Linked DNA regions of Mus musculus: region 2 is linked to region 1. Evidence: chromatin contacts called from public targeted proximity ligation data. All regions are on one chromosome and are shown on one strand. The core of a region is the stretch at or near the end of the contact, and the rest is flanking DNA. Distances in the headings are between cores, read along the strand shown.

Evidence for each region.
Region 2: a targeted proximity ligation map of pancreatic cancer cells shows a contact between it and region 1. A contact is called at or near these places in 9 of 39 promoter capture datasets (the 3T3-L1 cell line, the C10 cell line, the HPC-7 cell line and 6 more), 2 of 484 Hi-C or Micro-C datasets (cortical neurons and pre-megakaryocyte-erythroid progenitors), 21 of 130 datasets of targeted methods (the 230-238 cell line, the NIH/3T3 cell line, T-cell acute lymphoblastic leukemia and 12 more) and 2 of 9 other capture datasets (embryonic stem cells and liver).

Annotation. Positions count from the first base shown.
Region 1 is chr19:6,474,400-6,479,134 of GRCm38.p6, forward strand. All of the region lies in intron 9 of Nrxn2 (neurexin II), which reads left to right. Among named protein-coding and RNA genes, the nearest start is that of Gm52381, 20 kb to the right of the region's middle.
Region 2 is chr19:6,967,243-6,971,977 of GRCm38.p6, forward strand. It overlaps Plcb3 (phospholipase C, beta 3), which reads right to left and starts at 2,572. Exons shown (of 31, transcript NM_001290349.1): 1 at 2,305-2,572. The coding sequence starts at 2,403. It overlaps Gm52400 (a long non-coding RNA gene), which reads left to right and starts at 1,454. Exons shown (of 3, transcript XR_003952919.1): 1 at 1,454-1,602; 2 at 2,752-2,858.

The DNA.
Region 1 (4,735 bases), core at 1,487-3,986:
AATGGAACGTAGATGCTGGGACTGGGGCTAGCACAATGCCTAGGCTCCAGGCAAGGTGGGGCTCTCCTGTAATCCCAGTACTAGGGAGGTAGAGGCAGGAAGATCAAGAGTTCAAGGTCACATCCGGGTACATACAGGATTTGAGGCTAGCTTTGGCGAGAGAGAGAGAGAGAGAGAGAGAGAGAGAGAGAGAGAGAGAGAGAGAGAGAGAGAGAGAGAGAAAGAGAAAGAGAGAGAGAAACATAAGGCTATATAATAGTTACATTGTAGTTTTATGGTGGTCGCTATTAAATTGGTTGGTGAATAAGGACCAGCAGTATCTGTATGTGTTTAGTACAGACAGTTCGTTCCTTAAGTATCTCCATCCACGTTTGTTGGCTGAATGCGGAGCCAGAGTACACAGAAGCTGCCTGGTTTTCTGAGCGCTAGCTGTGGACTGACAGACCGCCCACCTCGTTCTGGCCACCACAGATGCAGTGAATAGGTCACCACCTGCCTGGCCATGAGGGTTCCAAATCGAGAGAACAGCTGGCGGGCTGTAACTAGCCAGTCCTCACCCTGTGTAGCTCCCAGGGTCGGCTGACATCGGATGAATTCAGAGTGGCTATGCGCGACTTTTTAGAACTTCTGTTGCTCTGGCCACTGCCTCCTCCTCCTTCCCTTTCGGCCTCCCGCTCTCAGGCTCTTGTTTTCCGCCTGCTAATTCCTGTGTGCTTGCCTCCATCTTGTTGAACCCAAGAAAGAGAATTGATACAAATGAGGCCTGACACATTATCCAATTTAAGTGCTTATCAACGTCAACTAAATTTTCTCATTCCAGCAGCCATCACCACTGCTGGCCTGCGAGTCAGCAGTGACCTCCTCTGCTCACTGCCTGGGAGGAGGGGACTGCCAGGCACCCAGAAGTGAGGCCATGCCATCATTTCCTCCCCCTACCCCCACCGCTCTCCCTTCCCCCCACTGCCCAGAGAGCCAGAGAAAACCATGAGAAAGGACTTTAGCTCTTGGCTCTGCCTCGTGACAGCACTGTGGGTCTTTGCTGACAGTCTCTAGGGTTCCTCACAGGTGGTCAGCGACCCATCCAGGAACTTGGGGTAGCTGTTTCAACCTTCCCTTGTTTTTCCTGCATCCCCACACCCCAGTGCTGACAACTGAAGCCTGCTCCTGCTGAGCCCCACCCCAGATTCCTTCTTCCTGTTTTTGTAATTTTTCAGTTGTGTTTTATATGTTGCTCTTGTGCCAGGCATATGTGTGGAGGTCCGAGGGCATTCTGGGAGCTGGTTCTGGCCTTCCACTTTTTGAGAAAGGATCTTTCTTGTTTCTGCTGCTTCCCTCTGTAGCCTGGGCTAGCTGGCTTCTTGGCGATTGCCTGTCTCCATCTCTCATCTGACCATAGGGAGACTGGGGTCTTGGCCCCACGCTGCACGTCTTCTTTTCTGTGGGTTCAGGGGATACAGCTTGGGTTCTCTACCTTGCATAGCCAGCACCTTGCACACTGGCCTGACTCTGGGGTCCTCCCACATTGCCTTGCTTTTGTTTCTTTTTGAAACTGTGGCAAATCGCACGTCACACACATTTCTAGTCTTCGTCATTACTCATGATTAGGGCTCTGACTACACTCAAGTCTCTGCACAGCCCTCACCAACGTCCAGGTGCAGTTTCCCCATCTTCCCACACTGAAGTCTCTGTTAAACATAAGCTCTCCTCTCCCTGTCCCCAGCCTCTGGCCACCATCTCTGTTTGAACTACTCTGGGACTTTAGATGAGTGACGACACACAGTACTACTTCATGTGTTCGCGTACATGCTTGCGTGTGTGTGGAGGCACACATATGTGGGTGCACACATGCATGTGCAGATCCAAGGCTGATGGCAGAAACCAGCCACTCCGTTCACTGAAGTAAGGTCTCTCAATCAAACCCAGAGCTCACAGATTTGGCCAGCCAGCTTGCTAGGGGATCTCTCTCTCTCTTTTCCTGTTAAACATTTAAACATTTTTTTATTAGATATTTATTTACATTTCAAATGTTAAACCTTTTCCTGGTTTCCCCTCCGAAAAACCTTCCTCCATTCTCTCCCCTAGGGGATCTCTTGTCTCTGCCTTCTAAGGTTGATATTATAGGTGGGCCAGCACACCCACCTGGCATTTCTGTGGTTTCTGGGGATTTGAACTCTGAGCTTCATACTTAAGCAGCAAACATATTAACCACGAACCATCTCCCCAGCTTCTCCTTTTCCTCCCTCCCCTCTCCCTCCCCCTCCCTTTCTTCTTTCCACTCAACACAGAGTCTCACACATAGTCCAGTCTAACTTTGGAATAACTTTGGAGTGGAGATCCTGTTGTCTTGGCCTTCCAGAGGATTAGGGTAACAGGCATGCGCCACTATATCCTATCTGTATATTTGACTTCTTTATTTTAATGACTTATTTGTTTTACTTTGCATGCATTGGTATTTTGCCTGCACATATATCTTAGGGTGTCGGATCCCCTGAACCTGGAGTTACAGACAATTGTGAGCTGTCATGTGGGTGCTAGGAATTGACAGAAGTCCCCTGGAAGAGGAGCCAGTTCTTTTAACTGCCGAGCCATCTCTCCAGCCCCTATATTTGTCTTCTTATGCCTGGCTGTTTCAGTGAGTAGAGTGTCTTTCAAGGTTCATCTGTGTTGTAGTGTGAGTCAGAACTCCCTTCCTCTCAATGCTGAATAACAGTGCCATGCCCACATCTTGTTTACCTTTTCTTCTGTCAAGGAATGAGTCAGGTGGCTCCTATTCCATACTGGGGAGCGACTCTGGAGCAGGGGTCAGAGTTCCTTTCAGTTCCTTCCTTCTTCCTCTCAGCACTCAGCTCGTGCTGACTCCTGTTCCAGCCAAAAGACGGGTCACGGCAGGCTCTGGGGACTCTGGCCATAAACAGTGAGATAGGCCATCACAGGGGCCACTTTTGGGATCCTGTTAGGAGAGGGACCCAGCAGCAGGACCCTGAGGAAGGTGATGCCTTGTCATGAGAGAACAGGTTTGGGGCCACGGTATTGAAGGGACCCTAGGGCTGGTGGCATGGCTCAGCAGGTAAAGGCTCTTAGTGGTCAGGCCTGATGACTCTGACTCTGACTCTCTCTCTCTCTCTCTCTCTCTCTCTCTCTCTCTCTCTCTCTCTCGTGTGCACGCACGCGCATGGAAACAGCTCAGTATGCTCTGAGGATGAGAGTTCGGTTACCAGCACCCACATCTGGAGGCTTACAAACACCTGTAATTTCAGATCCAGGGATCAAACTCCTTTTGCCTTTATAGGCATGTACATACACATGCACATAGTAAATAATAAAACAATAATTTAAACAACAACTTGGAGTTGCGGATGACCTACGCAACATGGTGGCTCACATCCCTACATACATGCAGGCACACGCACATATACACATAATTAAAAATAAAGTATATTTAAACAAACAAACATAAAACAGTGAGCCGGGTGTGGTGGCGCACGCCTTTAATGCCAGCACTCAGGAGGCAGAGGCAGGCAGATTTCTGAGTTCAAGGCCAGCTTGGTCTACAAAGTGAGTTCCAGGACAGCCAGGGCTACACAGAGAAACCCTGTCTCAAAAAACCAAACCAAACCAAAACCAAAACCAAAAAAACAAAACAAAAAAAAAAAAACAAAAACAAAAACATAAAACATAAAACAGTGCAAGGGAGCCTGGGGCCTGGGAGTGCATCTCCCGTCTTTGGGTCAGTAAGGTTTTGCGGGAGGAACTGGCTTCTAGTGGGAGCTGTGTCTGTAGAGGGGTTCTGCCCCTCCTATTTGTTCCCACCCTGTCTTTGTGTTCATATCCAGCCTCCAAGCCCCTCCCTCTCGAGATCCCTGCCATATCCGCGTCCACGATGCTCAGTGGCTCCTTGCAAGCGGTGCTTTTATTTCATTGTTTTACACAGCATCTCACTGTGTGGTCAGGCTGGCCTCAGACCTGCAGCAGTCATCCTGTCTCTGCCTTCTGAGTGTCGGGATCACAGGTGTGAACCACCGTACCTGGCTGCTGCTGCATAGCCGCTGCCACTGCCACCTCCTCCTCCTCTTCCTCCTCCTCCTCCTCCTCCTCTCTTATTCTTCTAAGAGTTTGTCAAAATCTAAAAAGAGAAAACATCGAGTAAAAATTTTCAGCTTTCAGGTATAGTGGGACTTGCCCTTAATCCCAGCATCTGGGAGAGAAGTGGCTAGAGCTCTGTGAGTTCAAGGCCAGCCTGGTCTACAGAGTGGGTTATAGGCCAGTCAGAGCTGCACAGCAATACCCTGTCTCAGTGTATATATTGAGGTTGCTCAGAGGTCTAGAGTGTGCACTGGTCTTGTAGAAACTTGTTTTCCTACACCCCCCCTTGGTGAGTCACAACTGCCTGTAGCTCCTGGAATCTAATGACAAGTCTGCCTTCTGTGAGTATCTGCACTCACAAGTGCATACTGCCACGAAGACGTATATGTGTGTGTGTGAGTGTATGTATGTATGTGTATATATATATATATATATATATATATATATATATATATATATATATATGTGTGTGTGTGTGTGTGTGTGTGTGTGTGTGTGTGTGTGTGTGTGTGTGTGTGTATGCATAATTTAGAATATCTTTAGACCAGGCATGCCTTTAATCCTAGCACTATGAGGAGGAGACAGTTTCATGCAGCCAAGGCTATAGAATGAGACCCTATCTCAAGAAAAAAAATCTTTTAACAAATATGAA
Region 2 (4,735 bases), core at 1,322-3,821, 490 kb after region 1:
CACTAGCAATCTTTGGATGAAGACATAGAACTCTTAGCTCTACCTGTGCCATGCCTGCCTGGATACTGCCAAGCTCCCACCTTGGTGATAATGGACTGAACCTCTGAACCTGTAAGCCAGACCCAAGTAAATGTTGTTTTTTATAAGACTTGCCTTGGTCATGGTGTCTGTTCACAGCAGTAAAGCCCTAACTAAGACATCATATGAAAGCAGAGGGCTTAGGAGCCTGGAGATAAAGCTTCTCTCTGTCCCTTGAGCCCTTCCAGTATCTGGCCACCCTAAGATCTTTCTCATTGCTCATTACCCATCACATTGTACCTCATGGGATCCTCATAGCCTCTAGGCTCACCCATCTTATAGAAAAGGGCCCCTCAGGAAGACTAGGCAGGGAGTTTCTTCTCCCTAACAACCCTATGGTGACTGACAGAAAGGCAGGATAGTAGGGATATGCTCATTTTCTAAAAAAGGACTTAGTCACTGATGCCCAAGGCTATGCCATATGCTCAGGACCAGCAAGGACTTACACTCCAGTCAGTCCTACACTCCCTTTAGCCAAAAGAGAATTAGCATCCCCAAACTGCTGCTCTCTCTCCCCTGACAGTCCTGCCACCAACGGTGCACACTCCCGTCCCCTTGCCCTGTCTGTGAAGCACATCCAGCTCTACGCCCTGAAACTAAAACTCCCTCTCCATGCTCCCCAACCCCCTCTCCGTGCTCCCCAACACCTTGTGCGTGAGGTGTGTCCTTACATCACCCTCATTTTATACAGGAGGAAACTGAGGAGTCAGGATTTGCAGGGGTACACTTGCAAAGTCCTGGCATGTGGCAAACAGAAAGCCAAGACCCCTGCAGGACCACCCCTGGCTCCTGACCTCAGCCTCAACCTCACAGCAGAGAGCTCAGTTTCTCTCTTGGGAGAATAGGGGTTCACAGCCCCACCCATGCAGTCTCGGTTTACAAAAGAACAGCAGCTGATCTGGGGACACAGGTCCCTAAACCCATGGGACTCATAATCCTTCAACTCTTAATCAGAGGACACCAGGTCCCAACCCCTCCAGGAGATTCCAAACCTTGCCCTAGGCCTGACCAGCTAGCCACCAATAGTGCTAGAAAGGGGGAAACTTGTGGGTACTGTCCCTGTAGCCCCTGTGGCACCATCTTCAGGGGCCTAACCTCCAAAGGCCACCCAGGGCTCTGGCTCTTCAGTTCCAAACTTTGTTCAGCACCCCCACCCCAACCCAGGCCCTCTCCTTGTTTCCACTTCCTTATTTGGGTTTATCACACTGCAAGGAAAAGGAGAAACTTTTCCCTTTAGTCTGGCCTGGGGGAAGGGGTATCCTGGGGCCCCGGGGGTACCCACCCTTGCCCAGCACACCTGCAGCTAAGGCCACGCCCCCAGCCCCTCCCCTTAGTTCTCACTCCTGCCCCACCCTGCCGGAAAGAAACCCAGCGTCTTCCAGGCCTATGGCCCGACTGGGAAGGAACAGTAAGGAAACTCAGGCCGCCTGAGTTGAGGCCCTAGGGAGCAAGGAGCCCAGGGGGTAGGAGAGGGAACAGTACAGAAACGTGGGTGAGACGTGATATCTAGATAAGAAGCCGCAGGTGAGTATCAGGGAAGTACCTGAGAGAAAGCAATAAAAAGTGGGGACCAGGATTTATTGAGGTTCAAAGTCACTAAGTTAAGGAGTGGGGAGCAAAGTTCCCAGAGTTGGAGGAACCTGGAAAGGAACAAAGTCTCCGGTAAGGGGTGGCTCGGTGCTCCCATCTGAACAGAAAGCTCGCTGGAATCCAGAAGCAGGACGAAAGGGTATCAACCAGGGCAGGCTGGAAAGGGATGACTATAATGGCTCAGGCAAGCGAGGCACTGAGAAGAGTAGGATCCCAGTGGCACCCCACCCAAGGCAAGGATGTCCTATGCCCCCATGGGGGTCCTGTGCCAGGAACAGGGGTCTGGGGACCAGACCAAAAACTAAGAACCAGCATGGAGACTTTGATATTCATCGTTGGCAAGGGTGGAAAAGAGTGAGAAGAAGGACAGGATTTACAGGGGTTCAAAGTCTCCATGCCAAGAAGAGCCCAATTGACCACAGCTACTGTCTTGCGGGGGAGAAGAGCGGGGACAACGACAAAGTCTTCAATTACCAGGACAACAGGGGACTCAAGTTTCCGGAGTGCAACAAGGCTGGAATAGGGGGTGAGGTGGTCAGGCAACACTGAAGTGGGGGTCCCTGGCATTCATCTAGTCGAATGTGACTGAAGGAATCCTTCGATCTAGGCAGAGCAGAGGACAGCCCACTCACTTACCTCGTCCCATTTGATGAACTTACTCCCGCGCCGCAGGGTCTCCACCACGGTGGGCGGCTCCAGCTGCAGCGCGTGGACGCCGGGCCTCGCGCCCGCCATGGCTAAGCCAGGGGCGGCTCGGGGACCTACGGAGCCCCGACGGGAACCGACGGTGCCACTGCTCTCTCCACACGCTCCCGCGCGGCCCGCTCTGGCCCCGCGGCGTCAGCGCCCGCCCGCCAGCCAGTCTGTCCCGGACGGACCGGAGACTCGGCGCCCGGCCCCGCCCCCGCAGAGCCCCGCCCCGTCGGGCGGTGCCGCCCCCTCCCACCGCTATGGTGCCGCCCGACCCACGGCGGCGCCCCCTCGCGGTTGGGGCGGCGACTGCAGCCAAAGGGATGATGGATGGAATGGGGGGGGTCTTTGTTGGCCGGCTGACTCAGTAGGACTCTCTTTTTTTTGTCTTAGATAAAGTGCTATTGAGGGTGCACCTGGAAAGACGGGTGTTGGAGCCGCTCAAGACATGCCAAGGTCAGCCGGTTGAGGACTCAGGTGGAAAAGGCGAAGATAATAAGGTTAGGGGACACAGACCCTTGTCCTCAACCCGACTCCTACCGCACTTAATGAGCTCAGGAAACGTCGTCACCCCATCTCTCTCCATCCCACTCCACCCGCGTGCCCTCACTTTGCCTCTCCCCCTCCTGCTGCAGCACAGTCCCCCCTCCCAGGGAGCACTTAGCTGGCTAATGGGCCTCCCGCCGGCAGGCGCCCCTCCCCCGTCCCTAGCTCTGGAGGCCTGGAGCTGCCACCTCCTTTGAGGACCCAGGCATCCTGGTTTTCCAGAGAAAACCTTGCCGCAGTTCTTGTGCTGCTGACCCTGTGACGGGAGCCAGTCTCAGTGAACCTCTTAGTTGAACATAGTGAAAGATGGTTGTTTGCCCAGAGGTGGCAGAAGCCTCGTGGGTGTCCCCAAAGGAGGGGTTGTGCAGCTCCTGGCCCACAGCAGGTGCCCTGAAATCTGTGTTCCAGTGATCTGAGGAACCGAAGGGGCAGACCCATGGGCACCGGCCGGGGTGGGGGCTGTAGCCCCCCCCGCAGGGCTTGGCTGGGGGGGCTCCTGCCTGGGGGCCCCTGTGGGAGCCCCCCCAATACAGAGGAGGCAGCAGCAGCAGGTTTAAAGTAGAACTCATCCAGAGGGGCCAGCCAAGTCACCTAGAAACCCAGAAAGAGTTGGAGCTAGCTCTGGGGGAGGAGGGTCGGCTAAGGAGGAGCTTCCCTACCGGCGCCTTTGCCCCAGGCGCTCAGGCCTCCAGAGGAGCCCTGCCTGGCACTGGCTGTCCTCCAAATCGCCATCATGGCGGCAAACTTAATGAATCTAGTTGTCTTTGGCTGTGGCCTTGTGCAGTGGTGTGATTGTTATCTCCACTTGAGGCCCAGAGAGGGGAAGGGACTTGCCCAAGGTCACACAGCTTCCTGAGAGGATTTAACCCCTCTTTCTGCTTCCTGCCTCTGCTCCCTGGTCTGTAGGAGAAAAGGGGGGGGGGTGCAGGCCTGTCATCTCCCTCCTCTTCTTCTTCCTTCTCCTCCTCCTCCTCCTTCTCCTCCTCCACAAGGACTATAAGAAAATACCCCTTCAGAGCTCCAACTACCACCCACCTCCTCCAGAGATCAGAACCATTAAGAGTGGAGATTGGCCTCTACCCACAGGCTTGCTTTCAAATCCAGGACTCCCTTATCCAGGAGCTAGTTATCACAGTGCAATAAACACACACCCCTCTGTAGACGGGTGACAGGTAGAAAAGAAACTGGGAATGTCAAAGGGGAAAGAGTAAAAAAAGGGCACAGGGGATCCTGCACACCAACGCTAAGGGCAGGATGACTGAGCCCTCCCAGAAGCTTCTGGAAGCAGGGCCTTGAAAAACAGGATGGAAGCTGTTTGTTGAGCCAGGCCCTCTTCTTCCCCCACCACTAATCTCTTGAGGCCAGGCAGCCCCCCATTAGAAGGCTCCCTCTTCCTCTTTGGATGCTTTCTTCCAGCCCTGGAATGGTAATAGAGTTTCTAGGCATGCAGTAATGGGGGGAATAAAGGCAGCTTTTCCGGCCTCTACCCTTGATTAAGGGATTGGTCTGGGCCCACAGGTCCCTCCCCAGGGCCTCTGATTCAGGGAGGTGCTGCAAGCATCCTTAGCTGCTCTCTGGTGGGAGGGGGCCACATTACCATGGGAAGCCACAGCCTGAGGCTGCAGGAGAAGCTAGGCACTCTCCAGTCATAGGAGGGCTGGTGGATGAGCATAGCAGGATGAAGGCTCCAGAGCCCGAGCTCCAGGTCACAGGGAGGTCAGGATCCCGGCCTCCTGGAAGACACGCCTTTCACATGAGTGATTTGCCCACTTCCTGGGCAGAGTCAGGACTTGAATCCGACCCCTTGTGCTTCAAGGCTAGGGCTCCCGTT